Regions from separate parts of the Mus musculus genome. Here all the other regions are linked to region 3. A link is a contact called in public Hi-C and HiChIP or PLAC-seq data. All regions are on one chromosome and are shown on one strand. The core of a region is the stretch at or near the end of the contact, and the rest is flanking DNA. Distances in the headings are between cores, read along the strand shown.

The links. Hi-C and Micro-C count contacts between places; a contact is called where the count stands out from the background. HiChIP or PLAC-seq counts read pairs in DNA pulled down with a chosen protein or histone mark.
Region 1: a contact with region 3 is called in an H3K4me3 HiChIP or PLAC-seq map of embryonic basal ganglia, with 2.9 times the contacts expected there. The contact joins two enhancer-like sites. A contact is called at or near these places in 1 of 15 datasets of contacts at CTCF or cohesin (the NIH/3T3 cell line), 1 of 484 Hi-C or Micro-C datasets (nephron progenitors), 1 of 115 datasets of contacts at active chromatin or transcription factors (embryonic basal ganglia) and 1 of 9 other capture datasets (embryonic stem cells).
Region 2: a Hi-C map of stem cell-derived motor neurons shows a contact between it and region 3, with 4 times the contacts expected there. The contact joins two enhancer-like sites. A contact is called at or near these places in 2 of 15 datasets of contacts at CTCF or cohesin (large pre-B cells and pro-B cells), 4 of 484 Hi-C or Micro-C datasets (the G1E-ER4 cell line, bone marrow-derived macrophages and stem cell-derived motor neurons), 5 of 115 datasets of contacts at active chromatin or transcription factors (differentiating embryonic stem cells, embryonic basal ganglia, embryonic stem cells and 1 more) and 1 of 9 other capture datasets (embryonic stem cells).

Annotation. Positions count from the first base shown.
Region 1 is chr2:145,980,747-145,983,446 of GRCm38.p6, reverse strand. The region is part of intron 8 of Cfap61 (cilia and flagella associated protein 61); the gene reads right to left. Among named protein-coding and RNA genes, the nearest start is that of Cfap61, 47 kb to the right of the region's middle. Within about 2 kb of position 1,441, at least 7 of the 459 cell types and tissues checked have an H3K27ac peak or open chromatin away from gene starts, as enhancers often do. A contact at or near this core is called in embryonic basal ganglia, where this site is marked.
Region 2 is chr2:145,957,298-145,959,997 of GRCm38.p6, reverse strand. The region is part of intron 6 of Cfap61 (cilia and flagella associated protein 61); the gene reads right to left. Among named protein-coding and RNA genes, the nearest start is that of Cfap61, 24 kb to the right of the region's middle. Within about 2 kb of position 1,272, at least 8 of the 459 cell types and tissues checked have an H3K27ac peak or open chromatin away from gene starts, as enhancers often do. A contact at or near this core is called in stem cell-derived motor neurons, where this site is marked.
Region 3 is chr2:146,278,166-146,281,093 of GRCm38.p6, reverse strand. All of the region lies in intron 38 of Ralgapa2 (Ral GTPase activating protein, alpha subunit 2 (catalytic)), which reads left to right. Among named protein-coding and RNA genes, the nearest start is that of A930019D19Rik, 20 kb to the right of the region's middle. Within about 2 kb of position 1,448, at least 64 of the 459 cell types and tissues checked have an H3K27ac peak or open chromatin away from gene starts, as enhancers often do. A contact at or near this core is called in embryonic basal ganglia and stem cell-derived motor neurons, where this site is marked.

The DNA.
Region 1 (2,700 bases), core at 192-2,691, 300 kb after region 3:
CAGATGGAACTATTTGGGGTAATCTGAGTCTGTGTCCTTGGGCCATGGGACACTCACATTTGGCTCCAGAATCAACTATATTTTACTGCTTTGCTGGGATAGCTGTGCTTGTGCACCGACAGGGCATGTCTATGTAAGAGAAGCTGGGTGTTTCCCCATAACTATTACAAAAGGTGCTTTTTGTAGAACTAGTTTTGTGTTCTCCTTGCTTTCCTCTTGACTGCCAAATATTTTATGTGGGTTTAAATCAGCACTCAATACAGAGGATGGAGTCTCTTTCCTTGTAGAGCTACATACAAGCATACATACATACATACATACATATATGTATATACGTATATGTGTGTGGGGGTGGGTGTGTGGGTGTGTGTATGTGTGTCCCCAGCCATGGCTAACAATTTTTTTATCTTCAATACTAATGGTCCTTTTCAAGAAAAAAACAAAAATCACATTTTCTAACACTGATTCCAAAAGACTAGTGAGGAGATAAAGAGGCTTCCGTGGCGCCTCTCCCAGGTTTGGCTGAGTGAGCTATGGGGCCCTAGAGGTCAGAAAACACCAAAGATCAAGCAAAATACAGGGGGACCCCGTAGCAGAGAAGCTGGCTCCATGCCGGGCATCAGAAGCACTGCATCCCCTTGGTTTGCTGCCATGCTCGAAACTGTGTTTTTAGTAATTACTTCCTCTGTTTCTTCCCTCAGATTAAATTTGGTCGACGATAGGTTAAGAGTTGTCAAAATAAAAACACATTTATAAGCAGGCAGAACTCAGGGTGACCCCCATGTAATGGGTGCAGCCCACTGACAGCCAATTTAATCAAGGGGGAATTCAGAGTATTCATAGAGAGCAATTGATTTTCAAGAGAAAAGTCAGCAGGATCAAACAGCCAGTTGGGATGAAAATCCCTTGAATCACCCCTATTGCTGTGTTTGCTACCAACCAGCTCCTGCCTCCATATAGTGTAATAGCCAAATTACTGTAATTATCCTACAGCGCCAAGTGCCATATCAACATTATTTTAAACATGGATTTTTTTTGCATAATCTCTCATTATTATCATCCAGCCTCCCATTTGAAAATGGAAAACAACAACAAACTGCGATGTAGCCCAAAGAAAAAAAGGTCACCAGAGAGAACAAATCAAAGGGTTATTTACATGTGAATATACTGAGATGTGTTTTACAGTCAAATACACTCTTGAAATTCATTAAATGCTTTCTCCCCTGCTTCATAAATATGGGCAAAAGAGACATCACCTACTGGGAAAATAATCCCAGCACATAATGATCATAAGGAATATGAATAAAGCCACTTTTCTTTCAAAGACCTCCAGGCCCTGTATCAAAGCATTTGTGTTTCTGCCACTGTGAAATGAATCTGACCGCTGGAGAGCAGGGCTGAGTCCTATCACAGGTTGCTCCCCCAGCAGAAAAGGGGTGGGAACGCCGACCCCCTTCATCTTGCTCTCTGCAAAAATAATGGATTCGGAGGCAGCTGCCTTCGTCTGTGGCTGCTGTTGTTTTTGAAATCCTGCAAAGGGCTTAGAAGCCAGCACTGGAATGAAGATGGAAAATCAGTAACAGGTTTTGCTAAATAACCAAAAGGCCCACCCAGCAGGCTTGAGGCAGCAGCCCTGGCTGTCAGCTCCAGCTTGCAGCTCTGCCTCGGAGTCCTCCTGGCACATCACAAACCCAAAGATGTCCCCTGAGATCCTCTTGCAAGAGCCTAAACTAGTCCTTCTTGGGACAACTCGGCCTGCACACAGGTCTGGTATTGTGGACTTGTCTTCTAGATGTTTCTATGTGCCACTGCCCTGCACATAATTCTACACATTCAAAATTGGAAAGAGTAGTTAAAGCCCTGGAGATGACATTCGTTTTCCCTGTTTTACTTTCATGTGCTAAAGATATATTTCACTGGCAAAAATAATTAATTAATTAATTAATTAAATATTTTAAAAGGTCAGAATTCAGGGCTGGCAGTGCAGCAGCTCAGTAGCTGAGTGCTTGCCTGGTATGCACAAAGCCTGGGATCAATCCAGAACACAAGTCATTTCAAATTTAAAACAATGACAATTCTGACGGACATAAATCTTGGCTGACATATTAAACTTCATATGAATATTACACAGAGCGACTGACTTTGCGACCACCTTCAGGTTTACTATGGTCATATCATAGCCGTGCAGCCTTGGCCGTGAGGCATCGAAGAGCCCACAGGCCACAAGGAAAGGAAAGGCAGTGGGAGAGAGGGACCCGATGCTGATGATAAGAACTGGAGATAGAGACTGGTCAGGAAGACCAGCATGCCCACAGCAGTGGTCCCTATAAAGGCTGCAATGTGGGGACACAGTTCCGGGTCCTCTTATTTTGTCATCTCCCAAGAGCACCGCTGCCTAGAGGCTGTCTTTGGTAGCATCTGAGAAGAGGCAGCAGGACGCCTGGTTGGGCCAAACAGACTCACCATTTAAACAAAGCCACTAAGGTGAGCCTGAAGAGGGCATTGCACATGACCAGCAGGGAGTGCAAACCATAAGAAGACATAGGAAGCAGATGGCCGTAGGCGAGCCAAGGAGAGGGGCCTCAGAAGGAACCTGTGAGGGACCCTGATCTCAGCAGACTTCAGGCCTTGGAACGGGGAGATAAATTTCTGTTGTTTAACTTGTTACCACGGAAATCTGGGAGAAACCAGTGACAGAGA
Region 2 (2,700 bases), core at 23-2,522, 320 kb after region 3:
GCCAGAAGTGGGAGGTGACTTCAAGAGAGCAGCGATTTTCAGACACAAGACAAATGTACATATATCAACTCATGAAGATTGTAAGGGCATGCGTAAGACCTACACAAGGTTTGCAGGACAAAAATCCCAGCCATAGGAGAGAGAAAGTGGGCACAAAGTCCCTCCCCTAGCTGAGGAGCTAGCTTCACTCAACTGCAGCTGGGGTGCCAGGGTGGGGGGCAGTATCAGTTTTCTTCAACGAGTGAGACTCCTGGGGAAAGCCTCACACCCAGGAGTAGTCAGCCAACATAAACTAGACAACTAGGCTGAAAGGGGGGAGGAGGAGGGAGGGAGCGAGGGAGAGAGAATACAAGAGTTGGGTAAGAGTTGCAGGAGAGAAATGGATATGATCAAAATAGACTATGTGAAATTCTCAAAGAATAAATGAAACCATTTTTTTTTAAAGTTTGAGACTGAGTATGGTGGTGTATGACTTTAAGCCCAGCACAGGGTAGCATATGGGGACAGCAGACAGATTTCCATGAGTTCCAAGCCACCCTGGTCTACATAGTGAGTTAGAGGACAGTCAATGCTACATAATGAATTCCTGTCTCAAAAACAAAACAGAAGAAAAAAATAATTTGAGATGGTGATGTTAACTACATTGATGTACATAGATTTGATCATTATATAGTGTATATTTATATATGTACTTAATAAAATTGTAGCTCTGAGTTTTCATGAGTGTGTATATGTGTGTGTGTTTGTAAATGTTTCATACGGCGAAGAAACACATATTCATAATCTTAAACTAAAACAAATAATACTCAATATTAAAATCAGGAATAAAGATCTGGAGAGACAGCGAGCCCTGAGCCTAGCCGTGAACCTTCCACTGCACATAACAAAGCTGTCCAAAATCGGACCTTAATAGCAACTCTCCTGGGAAAAAAACAAGAAGCAAACATCCAAAGCTTGGAGTTCTGAACACTGTCCCTTAAGCCCGTCTCCAAAATGGATAGAGGAACTTGCTCAACATACTAAATGCATTCCTTGGGGTAATCGATAATTTAAGATCTTGCATCATCCTTAGCGCTAATGATAATGGATGACATCAGCCTCAAAGTCTCAAATGGCATATGACAAAGGCCTGCCTCACAGAAAGAACACCTCGGCTAAGGAGAACCATCCATGCAGCAAAATCTCCAAGAGCCAGCACTCTAAAGCTGTGAGCACTGCCTACCGGGGTCAGACGAGAGGACAGCCCCGTCTCACTGTGAGCGAGGGTGGCAAGTTTACTGGGCGCCCCACCCTGCCATTTGCAGGGTGTATCCCATCCCCATGGTGATGACCAATCTGGGGTTAATAACTCCATCAGCACAAAGAAGACTAGAAACAGAGTTCTGAAAAGCAGCCATTCCTTTGTATGTTCATTCAGAGTGCTGCTTGGGTGGAGAATTCATGTGCTGGTCAGCGCTATCAACTATAAAATACTTTACTTTTAGGAGAACAGAAGGTCTAGCCCAGACAGACTTGTTCTCTTTTTGGGCACTCAAGTGTCCATCAGACCCTGAAAAACATGCCAGATCCCCACCCCCCCCCAAAAAAAATGGAGCTGAATTCAAGCCTTACAACCAATAGGCTGGCAAAGATACTCACTTGGCAATTTGTGTATCTTTCAAACTTAGGGCGTGGCAAAACTAAGAATGCCCTGTGTGGTGGCTCTAACCAGCCTTCCGGAAGACGAACATATTCATCCTTCACTATGTCACCTCGCCAGGAGGTACATGGTGGCACCCTAGAGCCCAAGAACTCTTCTTAGCAACCCGGTCAAGCCTCTTGGTGACAGTTTCGCAGACTGCTTCATGGCTGCAACATCTTGTCCTTTCTCTATAACCAGCATTCTAGAGGGAAGGCACAGGCTGGCTTCCCTTGAGGCAGAGAGATGTGTGTAACACAGGCTGCTAGCCAGGTCACTGTGCAAATCCTCAGGTGGGAAATATTACCCCAGCTCGGCGAGAACAGCACAAAGGCAGCCTGCATGTCCAAGAAACGTCCCAGACCCTTCTGCTGGCCTCAAAGCTTCTTCTTTATCTAAAGAGGCTGCACTCTCCAGTTAGACTTAAAAATATACTATTAAAAGAAGTTGCTACTTTAAATGTCACAAATACATTTTACTGTAGTGTATTTGAAAAAAAAAAGGAAGAATCCAATTTAGTTCTAAAGAATACAGCTTGCTTTGTCACATCATGCTTTCATCAAGAACAGTGTCTCAACATAGGACAGGGCAACATAAAAGTTGTTGCCAACTATATGTTTCTTTTTCATCCTCTTGCAGCGGAGGCGGGAGAAGTACCCTTTCCTTTCCAAGATCTCTTGTGCCCTCTAGTGGTCTTCTTATGGAAATTAACTTCCATCCTTTACATGGTCCTTTCTAGAACTTTAAAACTGGTGTTTAGAGTCAGTTAACTTCGGATCATTGGAAAATGTGATCTTTTTAAGTGAGGTGGATTTTAAAATTCCAGACGTTCTGAGTGATTAGAAGGGCTTCAAAGCATGCAGCAGGCCATGTAAGTTCCCATCATCCAGACCGCTGGGGTCCATGTGCCAATCTTGACAAAGGCAATCTACAGCTCCTGGAGGACTGTCCACCAAACCATGTCTGGCAGGGGGACTGGTGACAAATTTCCCGGGGCACAAGAAAAGCCCCGGCTAAATGCT
Region 3 (2,928 bases), core at 199-2,698:
TTCACACTCCTAGCCCTGCTCCCGCCTCCCAGCTGCTGTGCTGTGCCACTGCTAAGCCTGAAAACCCCTCTTCCAGACTCCTTTGCATTTGCATATCAACTGAGGTTTGCCTTTCTTGCTTGATTTATTCAATCTTTTTCATCACCAAAAAAAAAAAAAAAAAAAGCAAGATCTTTTCTCCCTTAAGTGAAAGGAAGATCCAATAGAATTTTCCCATTGTCTTCTCTGCTTTGTGATAATTAATATGTCCTTCGTTCGGGTGATGGAGCTGTAGGGGAGAAGAAAACTCTCAGGGTTTTGTTTTTTTTTTTTTCCTCCTGCATCCTGTTCTAAACTTATCTCCTGGTCTTGGGGTTTATCAGTGTTGTGTGCTTGCCCAACATATGTGAGTTCCTGAATATAGCACTGTGCAAAGAAATGAATTAACTTTAAAAATTACTTCCCAGCCAACTAAGACTCAGTTCCTAGAACAGTGGTATTTGTTCTACCCTGTTCTTGTCTCTCTGCAGATCCTCTCACAGCTTTCCCAGATCGGTCTATCTGGGCAACCATGGCTCTGAGGCTCAGGCCCACCCCACATGCCAAGAGGAGGGAGTATTCCTCCTATACCCACTCTCTGATGTGTGGGGAGAGCAGACAGGAGGAAAACCTTGCAGTTCATGACTTTCCTGTCCCTGTAGTCTCTGCTGCCAATGATCACAGATAACAGCTCTCCAGAAGGATGGTGGCAGGGAGACACATTCTAGCTGTCCATCAAATTCAGTTACCACCAGGTCTCCACAGGGCCACTGTGTACCTAAGCACTGGTAATAGCCCTGGCTCGGAGATTAACGACCGGCCAGCACACTGTCTTCCTTTTTGTGTGTGTGGAAAAGGCTTCTCAAATGAAACAGCCCACAAAAGCGTCTATGCAAATTTAGAAGTCCTCCTGCAATAGAAAATTGGGAGGTGAATTCTGAGTCAAAGTACAATTTCCTTTCCCCAGCACTCCATTACAGCGTGCCTTCATTTGTTTTCCATTTGTGAGTGAGTGTCAGCCTGTATTAAAACGAAGGCAAAGCCACACAGACCCATTCCAAAGAAGCATTTGGCCACCAAATGAAAAATAGAGCCAGGATCCGTGTATAAATTATTCAGAAATTCGGTAAATAAACATGCAAACTTCTAGCCGGGGCTATCGCTACTGCATTATTCAGCCCAATAAGGAGAATTTAATTTAATGGATATTCAGCAACATTGTTCGGCTATCAACAAAAGGCATACTGTCTTTTATGAATAACTGATTTTCTCGGGGCATTCTGAGGAGAGTGGGTCCTCGTTAACCCTAGAATGGCTAGCTAATGTAATTGAAGCGCGACCACCTGGCAGCGAGGTTGCCCGTCAGCTGCCAAGGAAGGCCGGGGCCGGGAGGACCAGGTGCTCAGCTCTCGCTGTCTGATTGTTACAGTGGGATAAACAGCGTGATTGCACAGTATGGCCGGGGGCGAGGATCCAAGACTGCTGCCAACCAGAGAGCGCGCTTTCTTCCCTGGTCTTTGACAAGGGGGGAGGCAAAAGTGCTCCTATTCAGAGCAGGTAGGGCTGACAAAGCCGAAATGCTGTCTGCTGCAATTAGGACAGAAAAATGAGACTGGCTCAAGCATGAAGCAGAGGCGAGCCTTGAGTACCTGTTTCTGTTATGCCACAAAGCCGGGCCCTTTTTAGTACAGGCTGGGAAGTTTAAGCATAAAAATTTAAAAGAAATGCAAGCAAAGGAACCTAACTGCTGAGTGACCTGTGTTTTTTGTGGCACATCGGCTTTATTATTTCAAGGCACAATGCTAAGTCGGCACAGTGTGATAAACTTTATTTAGGCCTGACTTCCATGGCAACCCAAATTCCCTGGTTCTTTGATTATACTTAATAAAACCCTGGGCCAGGTCATCTCTCTTTCTGTCTTGCTTTATAAAGACCTACGAGTATCTATATTTAACAAATAAAAAGATTCTCCTGCTCTGTGGCATTGTTTATTTTTAGTAATTTTTTAAAGCACCACTACCCATGTGGATACATAAAAGAAAATTAGTATTATTCAGTGTTTTTTAAAAAAAAAATAAGAAATAGGCATTATGACCTTTCCAGGGGTTTAGAATGTGAAATGGTTCGTTAAGCTCCTGTTAGTTGAAGAGTAAAGAGCACTTCCCCCAAACAGCAAGGGGAAAAAGGCTCTCTCATAACACATTGATTTATTTCATTTGCTAAGCACAGGAACCATGAAATGCTTCATCCCCAGCAACACATTAAATATGTGCAGAAGTAAAATTGCAGCTGAAGAGTGCCCTGGACTTTGTCCTCATGGTGTGTACATTTCAATAGGCTGAGAGGGGGAAAAACAAACGGTAGAAAGATCCCTTTATGAAATTAAATTACCTGTTTTGTGTGGCTTTGGAGCCCTGTGTGTAGCTGTTGGTTCAGATGACTCACTACTACTCCCTGTCGCTTTTCCATTGGTTCATCCCACCAGCCTCCCCAGCCCAGGCCGGGGTCAGAATCTGTCCCTGAGAATAGAAAGGAGGAAAGCGGTTCCAGCTGGCTCTCCAGCCTCTCACGAGGTACCTAACTGGAAAGAGATACAGGGTTGCTTTTTTTATTAGAACCTAAGGGGACTCTGGGCTGTTTCTCAACCTATCATCAGAGGCCACTTGGTGATAACTTGAGACAGTGACTTGAGACAAGAGGGCCAGTTCCCTGGCCTCAGTTTCCATGTCTGAAAAAGGGGCTTGCAAAGGCAATGATACATGCTTCACCAATGTGAGTTCCCTCCTACTCACCTCTAATGGCTGTGTAGCAGGGACAGATCTGAAAAAGAAAAGGAACACAGTTTCTGCAAGTTTTTTCTTGAAGGATTTCTGTCCCCAGTCCCCTTTGACATTGAGTACTCTGTAATGA